Linked DNA regions of Zea mays: region 1 is linked to region 2. A link is a contact called in public Hi-C data. All regions are on one chromosome and are shown on one strand. Each heading gives the region's core, a stretch centred on a gene start, on an enhancer-like site or on the middle of the called end of the contact. The rest is flanking DNA. Distances are from core to core; before and after follow the strand shown.

Region 1 (7,285 bases), core at 2,329-4,828, 370 kb after region 2:
GATGGCACCTTTGATTTTCTTGCTCATGTAGCTGTTTGCACTTTTTCATCTGCCTTTTGCTTATGAGCATGTCGATTTTACAGATGGATCTCAAGGATAGCCTCTCCAAATTTAAGCGCCAGTACGTGTTGGCCTTTCTTTCTCGGTCTAATGTTTGTCTCGTGTTTGAGGTTATTGATTTTTTATGTGACTTTGTATTGATTGGTGTTTACAAATGCTTGGATTTAGAACAATAGATAAGACAATCTCAAACTTAGGGACAAAGCCCTCGGCTACATGATCGTTGCAAGAATCCATGCTGAACGGTTCCTAGTCGCGGAAGAGTTCAAAGCTTCTGAATCGATCGGGAGGCGAAACTATCTCATAGTGATAGGGATCAATACAGCGTTGAGCAGCCGCAAAGGGATAGATAACATACGTTACACCTAGATGCACCTAGGTTCTCATGCTAAAATATAACGTACAAAATTTTCTTTGTCGACATGTCCTAACTCTGGTTTAGTAAGATGCTCAAACATGTTGTTTAGCTCCTTCCAAAAACTATTTAAATTCATTTTTCTGATGACATTTGCTTTCTGCTATAGAATCTCACTACCACTGGTGTGAAGATCAATGAAGATTTCATTGGTGAAATACGGACACAACATAAAAGCGGCAGAACCACGGTTGATGTCATAATCAATAGTGATTGTAAAGTAAGGTTCTTGTAAACTTTGTGTTTGAAAGTTTCTTTGCGAGCCTGGTAGGATAGGTTATTTGTTTTCGGGATCAAGGATCCTAATTGTGGCACTACTATAACCAAGTATCCTGCATGAGACGTAAGATACCTAAGTATAATATATCTTACGTTACTTACCTTATAGCTTAGCAGATCTTAGGGATGCATCCATCGATTATATAAAGCAGCGAACGTGTGGCGCTAATAAATTCTGTGGGTAGGATATAATGATAAGATTTAGTTTGGCAACTCCATTTTCCCAAGGGATTTCTATTTTCCCAAGAGAAATCGGTTCATTTTCCCTAGGGAAAATAAAAATCCCTTGGAAGAACGGGGTTGCCAAACTAGCCCTAAGTATAGCTTGCCGTAAGCATCTCAAAGTGATTCCTATTTATTTAATGGGACCTCCTACCATTTTTAGGCTACGCTTTGTTGATCTAAAGAACACATGGAATTTGGAATGTGAGTTTTAGACAGATGATGATTACAATATTAATTTTATAGTTGCACTTGTGTATCCATAGTATTTTTCTGCTTTATGTTCACTTTTGCTTTAGTTATGGTCCTGATATTAGCATTGGACATCCTGCATTTGTCTTCTTATTGGAGTACCGTTGGTGCAGGTGTCGACCACAATAACTGTTAATGAAACATTAACTGGTTTGAAGATTTCATTTGCCTTGAAGGTTCTAGGTCACAAGTCTAGGAAGGTTAGTGTTTTTGGAAGTGAAGGAGGAAACATTAACTTGCTTGAATACAGAAAATGAGTGGTGCAATATGTGTAGGAAGTCTTAATTGAGCTGTATTTGACTTGTATACTGTATTTGTCAATTACATTTACATCAATGGGTTATGATCTAAATTTTATCCCACCAATTTCCACTGAATTTTTGCCAAATTACTTATTTCTTTTGTTTTTATGCTAGCAGCTTGATCTGCAATATACCCACAATTATTTTTTCAATGAATACGACCACTGATTTGACATCAACACATTTGGTTGAGCTCGCTACAACTGTCGGCACAAGTGAACTTGTCATTGGTGCTGAGGTCGGGTTTGACATTACTTCAGATGCTGTTACTAAGTACAACTCAGGGGCTGGATACAACAAGTTTGATTTCTCTGCTTCCTTACTAATGTAAGCTTCGCAAGTTTATTCTTTTTGTTTAGGCATGCATGTAAATTTATGCATTGCTTGTGATTTTATAAACAATTAAACTTTTGTTGATTTAATTCTCTTATCCTTATCTTTTCTTTTTGCAAGTTCAACAAGTAATGGTATTTTCTTAGTGATCTCCTCTTTATTCGTGCATCGGTGATATTTTGTCACACGAATTTTGCATATCATAGTGATATTTGTCGTTTTGTATCTATGTTTCATATTAATTTTTTTACTGCCGTGGCAATGCACGAACATGAATCTAGTTTAAGTATAATAGAGTAAATAATACAATTATTGCAGGCTTATACTTCCATAAATCTTATATTTGCATAAAAATTATGTTAATTATAGCTCTGTAGAGAAAACCCCTTGCAGTAAATTTATCGGATGGACCACAACGGTGTGTATGACCGTGTGGTGTGATTTTCCTTAAGGATATGCCTTTGAGGTTTCTGGGACAAATTTCTTTCTAAGGTATGCTCTAGAGAGTTGTTTGTTGGAGAATTTTCTTACCGATGACGTCTGGAGAAGCAGCGATTTCTGGATGAAGGGGCTTTAGGCTGTCCGCAGTGGCGTGCGCTAAACAAAACGCTACGAACATACAGCTACACATCCAGTAAAAAACTGCTGCAGCGGATGACCCTACCAGCCACGCAAAGCATACGGAAGGCACGATGAACGCTACCTGTAGAGTTCGTCCCTTTTTACTCTAAATCTGTCCTTTTTGTCTCTGACGTGATTGGATGGCATGGGATGTGGCTGTATATGCTGTGGTGATGGTGAAAATAAATGATATAATATGTGGTAGTTGGTATAGGGTTGAGATATAGAGTAAATATGATTGCGAAGAATTGCGGTATAGAGTAGAGAATCTCGCTTACAGGGACAAGATATTCCATTTAGAGTAGAAATTTAGAGTTGTATGAGTGCGGATAGCCTTAGAGGCCTGATGGTGCTCCTCCCGCAGCCCAACATTGCTTTCTGCAACCCACCAGCAACCTTTTGTTTCTTGAGGCAAACGCAAGAGTGAGACAGCCTAGCGACGTCTATGGTGAGCGCTGCGACCTAAGCAGAGCGGCGACCATGGTCCTGTCCATCTCCTCCAGCGTTGATGAACGAGCCGGTGTGTGGGGTGCAGAGATGTGCAGCAGTCGTACGCACGTTGTCGCAGACCTGGCACGAGGCAGGCGTTTGCTAGGTGTGCCTGGAAGAGCAGGTTCGTACGAACATGGAGATCGTGGGTTGACACTTGACAGTTCCTTCCTTCAGACTTTGGTCTTCTCTATTTGAAAACCAAGCGCGCTAGTAGCCGCCGAGTTTTTTTTGCATTTTAGCCCTTTTTCGAAAAAAATCACGTTTAGATCCTAGAAAAATTTAATGTCAATTTTTTACTCTTTGCTCGGCGCCCTAGCCTATGGCGCCGATGTAACACAGCTCGACACCATAGTTTATGGCACCGAGACACCTGCTATACTGGCACAACCTCGACGTCGTGCTGCACATATCTTGGTATGGATCTCGGTTGTATAAAAAATTCGGCCGTCCTCCACTGCATGCATGTGCCGTGTCCGCTGGCGTTGTCGCGCCAGCCAATCCCTTTATTCGTTCGTCCGTGAGTGCGCGTCTGGTACATGCATGCATGCATGCATGCACACTGTCTGCTGCCGGCGTGCGTTTCGCTGCTCTGCTTCCATGCCATGCCAGCGCGAGGTGGGGTGTCGGTGTCAGTGGTGGAGTGGAGAGGTGGACAGACAGAGCGCTCGGGAGAGAGTGGTGGATCGGAGAGTGGTGGATCGGAGACAGAGTGCTGGCCTGTGGGCTGGCTGGCTGTCACGCAGCTGATGATAGGAGGGGTGTGTAGGGCAGTGTTACATCGAAGAAAAAGGGCGCCACGCCAGTACTGGCAGTACATACTATGATTTGTGGTCTCAGAGGCTCCTTTGCCAGTGGCTTTTCATTTCGCCACCAAAAGATCTACTCATTGCAACCCCCTGGCTGGTTCCCTTCACCAACAGCTTTCACCAGGCGAGCCTTCGCGTCAACATTTCTTTCTTTTTTTTTCTATTTTTCATCATGCCACATTGGATTTGTTTAGGTGTGAGATGTGAGAAAGAGCAGCCGTACGTTTTTTTCCACGGAACAATAGACACGGCACATGCATGCAGGGCAGGACGACCAAATTTTTTATACAACCGAGCTCGTCGCCAAGATCTGTGACGCTGAACTCGGTACCACGTTGGCGCCACGACGTCCGGATTGTACCAGCACAACAGTTATTTCGGTGTCATAGACTATGACGCCGAGCACATAGTCCAAAAATAACATTAAATTTTTCTAGGGTCCAAACGTGATTTTTTTCTAAAAAAGGGTCAAAATGCAAAAAAAAGTTTCGGTAGTAGCAGGTTGTCAGTAGTCTATGTGCATGGCAAGTGACTTCCTCTTTTTTTTTCTTTAATTATGTGATTAAAACATGTTTAATTCTCTCCCATCAAAAAGCTACGCGTGCACTAGCTATATATGTGTACACTTCGGTGCATGTGAAGTTGCATTTCTACGACATGCAAGCAAGCAAATGTGCAACGTACTTGTCCACGATTCTTCATTATGCCCATGCCATTAATTTGATTATTACTCAAATAAGTATTTTGTACTCTTAATACCGTGTGTGTGTATATATATATATATATATATATATATATATATATATATATATATATATATATATATATATATATATATATATATATATAGTTTATATATTAAGAGCCCTGTGCTTCCAATAATAGAGGAAGTCCAGGCTAGTCAATATGCATATTTGGTTGAACCAGACCTGGTCAGCATATACACAGTTACGATGCTGTTAACCCCTGTTTCTCCGTCAGCATCCCACGTCTCCCCCGTTTCCCGATTTCCAAAACCATCTTCGCGCAATCAACAGAGAGAAACCCGCGCGAGTCTGGGATTCCAGCTTCTGCATCCGCCGAACAGGAAGGAAACCCCTTAACCCCTGCGGCCGAGGCGACTTACGAGGCGATTTCTGCCGCTCCAATCTAGCTGCGCTCCTTCAGTCTCCGAACATTGGAGCCACGATTGAAGAGCCATTGCTTTCCCGAGAAGTTTCAGGTAATCCATCCAACTTGAAATACATCGAGGTTTCCGTCGATCTTTGAAGTATTTTTGTCGATTTGAAGTCGGTTTTATTGTTTCCCTTAGTTTTTAGATGTGTGTGATTTGTATCCGATTATACATTTCTCTAATCGGCTCATTGCATCTCTCTTTGGTTCAGGAGCCCCGATTGTAGAGCATCTGCATTTCTTCTAGATCCGCTGTATCGCTCGGCCTTCAAAGACATAGGCAATGGCTCCGGTTCAGGTATCTATTCATGAGTTTGCAGATAGTATTTTTACATAATATTAGTAACATGTATATGCATATTGGTATTGATATATATGCACATCGTCAATACTGTTTATGCACATTTGTACAGATGTTTATGAACATTGGTCGAGATATTATGCACTTCTGTATTGCTCTATCTACCTGAAACATTAGTTTACACACTTGTTGTATTATATATAAATGCACACAGATACTATTATATATGCAATAGTTATTTAAATATTCATGTTTGAATATCATCAAATTTTGTATATTATTATGTACCAGTTATTAAAATATGTTGTATAGTTAGTTGATGCAAAATAGACATTTATTTTATCATGCACCAGTTACAATTATATGAAATAGTAAATTAATCTTTATGCTTGTATATAACCATGGTTCATTAAATGTTGTCATATAAATGGAAAAAGGTAGTTTATGTTATGTAACTCCATTTCGTATTATGTAGTATGCATTGTAGATAGTTATAGACAACATTCAACTTTTTTGGCATATATTTATGCATAAATCAATGTATTTAAAAACAATATTTTTTTCAACAGATATATTGATTGTTGAACCATTAGATCCATTGATCGTCCTCCATCTAATGCAAAAAGATTAACGATTGAGTCAAGTCAGGAGGTGTTTTTGTTGACATTTCAAGACGAACATGATCTAACAGCTCAGCACAACATGGTGATAATCCCCATATCCAGCAGCAGATTGATCCACAACTAGCACCAGTTACTCGTGTCTGTAGAAAGACACTAGCTTGTCATGTAAAAAAATCATCCTTCAGCTCCATCAACATTGTCTGATGATGATTTCATGGATGCTCCAACATTAAAGCGCCAATTCAGATCAGCTGCACCTTCCCCTTTAGAAAAAACCATGCAAAGAAGATAAAAGTCCCTTCCCACAAGTTTCGATTGTGTCAAGCAGATCAAAGATTGATATAGATGTCAAGTCAAAGACCATTACGAAAACAAGCTCACCCAAACAGAGGACACCCAGAAAATCCTAGGTACTATGTATATATTTATGGTTGTTTATGTGTTAATTTTGGTGCACAATCAATGTTGTATTACCCCAATATTACATTTTTATATATTATTATTTTTGGTATGCTGTTTATTTTGGTAGTGTTTTAGACTTTAGTTATTTCCAAGCATCTAATAAATATCATTTATATATACATATTATCCTTAGTTATAACAATATATATACAATGTGTATTAAGGCATATTCATTATGCCTTAAGAAATTGAATATCCGTTGCATCCCTTATGATGTCATTGTCTCAACTTAGATAATGAGCGATCGACAGTGGGATGCTGTTGCTAGGTTGGGATTTCAAAGTATATTTGATTTGCGTACTGATGCGTTAGAGAGCAGATCTCTCATAAGGTGGTTGATGGATAAGTTGGATCTAGATGACATGACAATACGCCCAGGGGCTGGTAAAGAACTGAAGATAACAAAAGAGATGGTTCGTCTTATTTTGGGATTGCCAAGTGCTGGAGGTGGCAGGGAGTTCACTGATTGGTATGGTGAAGTTGACGCTGCTTCAAAACTGAGACGGGATCTCAAAATTTGTAAAGAAGAGTTTGATGTTGTTAAGCTTCAGGACAAGCTAGTGCTTGGCAATGATGATGAGTTATCAAACAGATTTTTTTTGATTTTATTCAATTGACTTCTTTTCCAATCTTCTTCATGGGGCATTACGAACAATGAGGTCCTAATGACATCAAACATGGACCGGATGGCTGAGATTGATTGGTGTCAACTAGTTTATACTGATTTGTGTGATGCTGCCAGTCGTTGGTACAAGAGGAACAGAACAAACATTACAACAACAGTATATGGATGTTCACTCATTGTTCTTGTAAGTAACTCTCTGTTTACCAAGTATATATAATATATATGATATCCAAATATTTGTTTTGTACTAATTATATATGATTGGTTTTTTGTTCAGATATACTATCTTGATCACTTACACCACCCTGCATCACCTGAG
Region 2 (6,967 bases), core at 2,000-4,499:
TGAGAGCACCGAACTACCGTGACGGCATAAAAGAACAGACCGGCATCTTTTTGCTTTGAAATGAGATCACGATCGTCTACGTAGATTATATATGCAAACTACTGGCTCATGATACCGTAAGCCCCAAGCCTATGTGCTGACCGGTAAGACATGACGTCACGCTTCACTCATGCTCTCACTCTTCTCGGCCACGGTTGCTGACTACACACTCTCCTGCACTTTTTGGTCGCTTTATCCACTCCTCCATGTAAGGCTATTTACGTCTACATGAATTACTTCCTATTCGATTTTGACTAGAAAAGATTTAGACCCTATCTAGCAGGCAAATAATTAGCTAGCTAGCAACAATTAGCTTGGTATATTTGGAGTCGTCGCTAATAGATGTTTTTTTCTCTCTATACAATCTATTAGCACTTATTAACAAGGTTAAATGGCTAATGAACAAACAGTTTGCCAGCCCTTCGACTAATAATTAGCTAATTTATTAGTCCGCCTGTGTTGGAGGCCAAGGTACTAAAAGTCTAAAATTACTTGGCAAACAGTTTGCCACACGGATCCAACTAGGGCCTTAATCCTCACCAATCTCTATTACGCAACCAAATAAGTTCTAATGATTATATGGTGTCCCATCAGTGAAACCAAATTAGTACCACGAAATTGAAGTTTTGTATTATCACTGAAGTGAAACACGGTTTAATCGGTTGTCGTGGGGTATTTTCCTTTCCACTCCAAGGAAATTTAGAATTGACATGGATTCAACGTTTAGGGCTATTTTGAGAACACTAAGACATTTCTATTTATTCAAAAAAAAAATAGTTCATTTTTCTTTAGAAAAATAGAAGTCTCTTGGATAGTTGTTTATACATGACCTGTTTGCAATTTTCAGGACCTTATCCGTGAAACAATATCTTATCTAGGAACATATTAAATACAAACCACGTTTTGGTGCAAACCCCGTACAAACCTACTAAAAAAAGTTTCAAAAATTTCTGAAAAAACATGAATGTACATCTCAGCTTATCTTATCTATATACAAAATTTTATGGTCAAATTCATCTTACTGTAGCAGTTGCAAAAAAAGACAAATTTTGGTGTATTTGAACTATTACTGTTTGTCAGAAATTTTGTCTTTTTTGTAAGTGCTAGAGTAAGATGAATCTAACCATGAAATTTTGTATATATATGAGGTAAGCTGAGATGTACATTCATGTTTTTTTTAGAATTTTTTTAAACTTTTTTAGTAGGTTTGCATGGAGTTTACACCAAAACGTGGTTTACATTCGATATGATCCCATCTTATCTTCATCTAATGGAACAACAGCCGCTAGCCTTAGGTTGAAAAATATCACCGATAGAGATATTAAAGAAAGTCAAATACCCATGAAAATAAACTGGAATACTACCCCACGATGCTTTCTTAACATTGTGGTTGTTGGGGAAAGCCCACATGTTTGGTTTGTTCTTAAATACTCTTATTTTTTTCTATGCATGATTTTCTTGTGATTTGAAAGGCTGTGTTCTAATAAAGATTGGTTTGTTGGCCAGATAAATGAAATAGCTAGTGACCAAATCAGCTCTAAAAGGTTGCGTAATTTTATTTCCGAAAGTTGAATGGAGGGGGAATCACTTAGAGTTGGAGGTTTTATTTTTTCTATAGAATATTTTGAAAATAAACTAACTTCTAAAATTGTAAAGAACAACATAGACACTCACAATACACACAACACTCACCTTTAGGGACAACGTAAATCTCTATGAACACCTTTAAAAAACTAGGACGAATAATTCTCGAGACAAGATTGATGGAGTTGTAATAGTCATCCCACTGTCAATGGAAACGTTGGATAGAATTAAAATGGCAAAGCCATTGAACATTAAAATATTTGATCCCACGAAGTGAGATGTTTGTGCTACCGACGCTCTTACAGTCACTAGATTAGAGACTTTTTCACAAACTAAACTGAACTTGACCAAGTTACTAATATTACATCTTGTAAAAGAAAATATATTTAAAAAATAAAACGTCTCCTAATTTAAAATGGGGAATAGTTTTGAGGTCCCGTCTCGTCTAGAGAGTTAATGGTAAATTCTCCACCAGGTTATAGTATCTCAGACCTATCTACATCATGCTTTCCTTCCCCATACCTATCCCCATACCCATCATGAGTGCAAAACTCATCTCATACCCGTCCCCATTCGGGTTTCGGATCCCTAATGGGTCCCCATCCCCAATTAAGGGATAACTAGGTACTAACAGCTAGCACAAACTATCCAGATTTTAGACATCGCCATATTGGCGAGCACTCATCCATGAACCATGATCCATTCATCCATCTATCAGAAAAGAAATGAGTACTTCGGGACCGGTAGAAGAATGGAGTCTGCTCACCTTCCTTGGTCACTATCTAAGTTCGTTGGCGCCTGAGAATTCATGGTCGTCACCGTCGTCCTAGCAGTCGCGATGCTCCTCGTCGCTGGGGAAGTCGCCAGTGTGCAGTGCTAGCGCAATTGTCCAGGCGTGCGACGGTTGGGCGGCTAGAGGGCATAGCGTATGGCTAGTTATTTTAGAGTTTTGTTTTTTTGCTAGTCTGCTAGTTGACTTGCCGTGTTGCCTTATTGGTTAGGACATGTGCCTGGTGCGCTGTCGTGCTGGGTTTGGTGGCCGCTCGACCTCAACTCATTCATGCAAACATGACAGGTGTACATGTACGAAATACCTATAGTTAATCAGGTTCGGATTATTGCTTCCCAAACCTATACCTGTTTATTTAATGGGTGAAGATTTTGTACCATATTTATATCTATGAGAACAATTTTTGTACTATACCCGTATTCTAATAGGAGAATTCCCACGGGTTAGCGGATATCGGGTTCTATTGATATCTCTAGTCTCGTCGCGTACAAAAAAGAACAAGATATGGCTAGAAGCAAAATCTTTCCTTGGGCGGCCGGCCGCAAAGGCCACGTCATCTCCTCGGCTTATCTTCCACTCGCATACGTGTTGGGACGTCACGGCACAGCCCTCCCTCCCCATTCCGAGTTCTGACCCACGCTCAGAATCCATCCATTTCTATCCCCCACACACAAATACACATCCCCCTTCCCTTCCCCGCAACTACTCTGTGCTCTCTACTACACGCTTCTATCTAAGAGAACAGACCAGACCACGCACGCCGGCAGAGAAAAACCAGAATTCTCCAAGCAATCCTATCGCCAACCCGGCCACGGATCGGGGCTGCCGTCTGTTGCCGCCGGCGCTGGCGCCGACGCCGATGGGCTCCGCCGATCGCAGTAAGGTACATCCGGCTCTCGTCCCCGTTCTCTCTGCTTTGCCGCCAAGCTCTGTGATCTCGGACTGATCGACCTCTCTCCTTTGCTTCTGCGACCCGTCGCTGCAGATCGACGGGATCGTGGTGCCGGAGAAAGGCGCCAGGAGCTGCGTCGAATGCCGCGCCACCACCACGCCCATGTGGCGCAGCGGCCCCACCGGGCCCAGGGTAAGCTCATGATCGCCCTCCCTCCTCTTGTTTTCGAGGCTCCATATACTGTTCGTCCGGATAAGGCACCAGTAGATTGGGGATTCCTGGTGGCTGGATTGGCTGCTGACCTTGATCAACCTATCTACATACACACGCGACTCCGATAGTCCTGCAAATACTAGTTGTTTCTGTCTGTGCTATGTAGGATAGGATATATATATGTCATCATCTACTTATAACCTTCTTATATTACTGAAATTTATGTGCTGTCAATCGCAATCCTGCCCGCTTAGTAGGGATGTATACGACCCCTCTCGTATGTGCTTACCATCTGCTCCTTTTTATGAACACGTTCTAATCAATAGCCAATAGGAACGATATCTGTTAGTCTCAACAACTTGGTGTAAGTATGGATGCGATTTTGTTTGGCTAAAAGCAGGATGCACGACGGTCTACTCATCTTTTGTAGTGAATGTTGAATTGAAATTCAGTCTAGTATAAAACAGTACGATGAAATGAAGACACCAGAGACCAAGTCAAATTAGTGTGCTCTTAGCAGTGCGTTCTAATCAGAGACAGCTAGCTAAGGACGATCGATCCGAACCACATTCCACCAAATCTAACCTGTGCGCCCAAGGTCTTCCAGTTTTTGAATTCCTTACGCAACAGGTCGACAGTACCATCACGGAGAGCTGCCACTCTTGAGACAAGCATGCCTTTTGAGGATCTATCCAGCGAAATTTCCTCTACCCCTTACGGCCAAAATGTTTGCAGTGGACTTGACAATGGAGGAACTGTTTGCAACTGAGATAAATGAAACCATATGCGTGCTCTATTACTTTTCATGGTAATACTAATATTGCTTTGTTTTCATGACATAGCAGTATTTTTTAGACACTGAAATAGGGAATACAAAATGTTCTTCGCAGTCTGTAGTTACAGTACGTTTTGTTTGATTTGGGGACAGGCAAATTGTGAGCTGGGTTTTGGTCTGTTGCTAATGCGGTACGAGACTCGTCCTCGTTGATATTTCTCTCTATGAAATTGGACTGCAACTTGGTTGTTAGGTGAGCTGTTCCTAACAACAGTAGTGCTAACCACCGAGCCAATGGTGTGCCGGGAGAAAGATACTTTATCCACTTTGATTCTCCTAGCCTGATTATTTTTTCATTTCTGCCCTCTACTTTTTCAGTGTGTTTCCGCTGACCAGAATTGCGCACCACCAAGACATGACTTATTACACTTTTTTAGGATAATAAAATAACCAAGAGAATTGTTTTCGCAAAGGAAACTTATGCTAAATTTCACACTCTGCCCTGGAAACAACTCGAACGCGGTCTCTCTCTCTCTCTCTTTTTTAATCTCATTTCAATTATGTTGGGCAGTCACTTTGCAACGCTTGCGGGATTCGGTACCGAAAGAAGAGGAGGCAAGAGCTTGGCCTAGAGCACAACAAGCAGCAGCAGCAACAACAAAATAATGGCGAGGCGAAGACTGGAGTAAAAGACAGCTCTAGCAACAGCAGTAGCGGGAGCAGCAACTTTCACGTGGTGCAGAAACGGAGGCTCCTAATGGAAGTGGAGGAGGCTGCTCTGCTGCTGATGACCCTATCTTCTTCGCCCGCATCCACATTGCTACATGGCTAGGAACCCTGCAACACCAAATCAACGATGTACATACACACACAGGCTTCCCCACCCCACACCTTGCACAGTCACCATCCAACGATTCCAGTCCAAATCGTACATGTTTCTCACACCAGTCTGAGATAGGGAAGGAGGGGGCCTATCTCGGGATTGTGTGATCTTCTGATAGGGGTGGATGATTAGTGCCAACCTAATCACTCCATTGATCGTCTTCTTCTCTGTTTCCGTCCTACCTGTAGACCTTGATGTATCTGCTATGTGAGTTGTGGTAGGCTCCATAACAAGAGGTCCTGTTGATCTCACTTCCCCACACATCTTTTTCTCTGTCCTTTTCTCTCTCTTTTTTTATGTTCTCCCTCTTTCGGTTTTGTATGTACTTTGATGTTGCCCCTTTGTGAGGGATGGATGATCAAAAGGAGACGCCATCCTTTCTCATTCTGGAATAATCAAGGATGTGAGCTCTTTCATTTCAGTAAGTTCGTGTTGCTGTGTCATGAACAAGAAAAAATGCAGTTTCGGGGTCGGTATGTTTAAAATCGTACATGCGTGCTGGCGGCTAAAGAACGCAGATGACTATGTTCATTGACGCTGAGCAGGATGGCTACATGTGGATCAGCTGTCAGTAACAGACTGAAGCTGCCAAAGTGTTTTTGTTAGCACATCTAATGGCATGTCTTATTGCAGTTAAATAGATGGCGAGAATGTGACGGCGCGATTTATGCAACCCTCGGATAGCTGTTCTTAGTGACAGGCGCAGGGCAACCACCAACCAGCACGCCGTCCTATCGAAACAGCTTCGGGTTCAGGTTGAGGTATGACTTGAGCGTCAGGGCATGGCTACCATTGTTTCGATTGGAATGTCAGGAGGGCTCATTCATTCGATTCACCGTCGCGGCTGTGGCATAACTGCACAAACAGGTAGCGGAACCAAAGCAAGCACGTGTTCCTTGCGCGCCACAGTTGGCGTACGGACCACTGTTAGCTGTACTGACCGACCGTTGAGGACCGCCGATTGCTTCCCGCATTGATCGTCTCCGTTGCCCAGCGCTCTGCTCTGGAGAAGCTGCGGAATGCGGAGCGTCTGCTCTGTGTTCGCAGAGCAGGTAGTGAGCGAGCCGGCAAGCCACATGCCAGAGAGGAATTCATGTAGCAAACCAATATGAGGCCAGTCTTTCAGTGGCATGACACATCTATTTAGACACGTAGCACAGCAGAAAAAGACTTAGTAGGACTATAATCCGAATTATTTATAATTATCACTTGGGTATATCTCCAATAATCTTCCACTTGTACTAGAGACAATTATATACACAAGTTCTAATATTCTATCCCAGTGTGTGATCCAATAGATTCTTGTGCAGATAGTCATTGAACTGAAACTATTTTCGAACCATAAGTCAATAGTGGTACCTAGCAGCATATACTAACTCCCAAATGTAAGATCATATAGACCGAACTATGATACATTCACATACTAATCCCTCGGAACATGGAGCTAGAGAATCAGGCTAGAGTAATAGGGACCTAGTGGGCCTTTTGAAAGGGTGTGGTAGGCCCACCAGTTAGTCCTAACCACACTGTTACCGTAGTAGTTGGTGTAGTAACGTGTGTAATTAGGACTTGGGCCGCATTGTTATGTAATTAACTGTTGCATAGTATATTACAAGAATGTAGTAGATATGACTTTGGCCGCATTGTTCTGTAATTACTTGTTGCATAGTATATTACAAGAATGTAGTAGATAACTAGGTGGACGCATGTACCTTAGGCTCATGCCCCTTGGTTACCCTATAAATATCTTCGTTCGGAAACGGGATGGACACGCTTGACAAGACATTGAGA

What was found. A called contact is a pair of places that touch in the nucleus more often than the background predicts.
Region 1: a contact with region 2 is called in a Hi-C map of ear, with 2.3 times the contacts expected there. The contact joins the enhancer-like site here to the promoter of LOC100273183 in region 2. A contact is called at or near these places in 2 of 25 Hi-C or Micro-C datasets (ear and endosperm).

The regions. Positions count from the first base shown.
Region 1 is chr3:65,807,878-65,815,162 of Zm-B73-REFERENCE-NAM-5.0, forward strand. No RefSeq gene overlaps it. Among protein-coding and RNA genes, the nearest start is that of LOC100193175, 95 kb to the right of the region's middle. Within about 2 kb of position 3,579, at least 18 of the 20 cell types and tissues checked have an H3K27ac peak or open chromatin away from gene starts, as enhancers often do. A contact at or near this core is called in ear, where this site is marked.
Region 2 is chr3:65,434,217-65,441,183 of Zm-B73-REFERENCE-NAM-5.0, forward strand. It overlaps LOC100273183, which reads left to right and starts at 3,250. Exons shown (of 3, transcript NM_001147628.1): 1 at 3,250-3,296; 2 at 3,399-3,497; 3 at 4,865-5,569. The coding sequence starts at 3,273. The coding sequence ends at 5,125.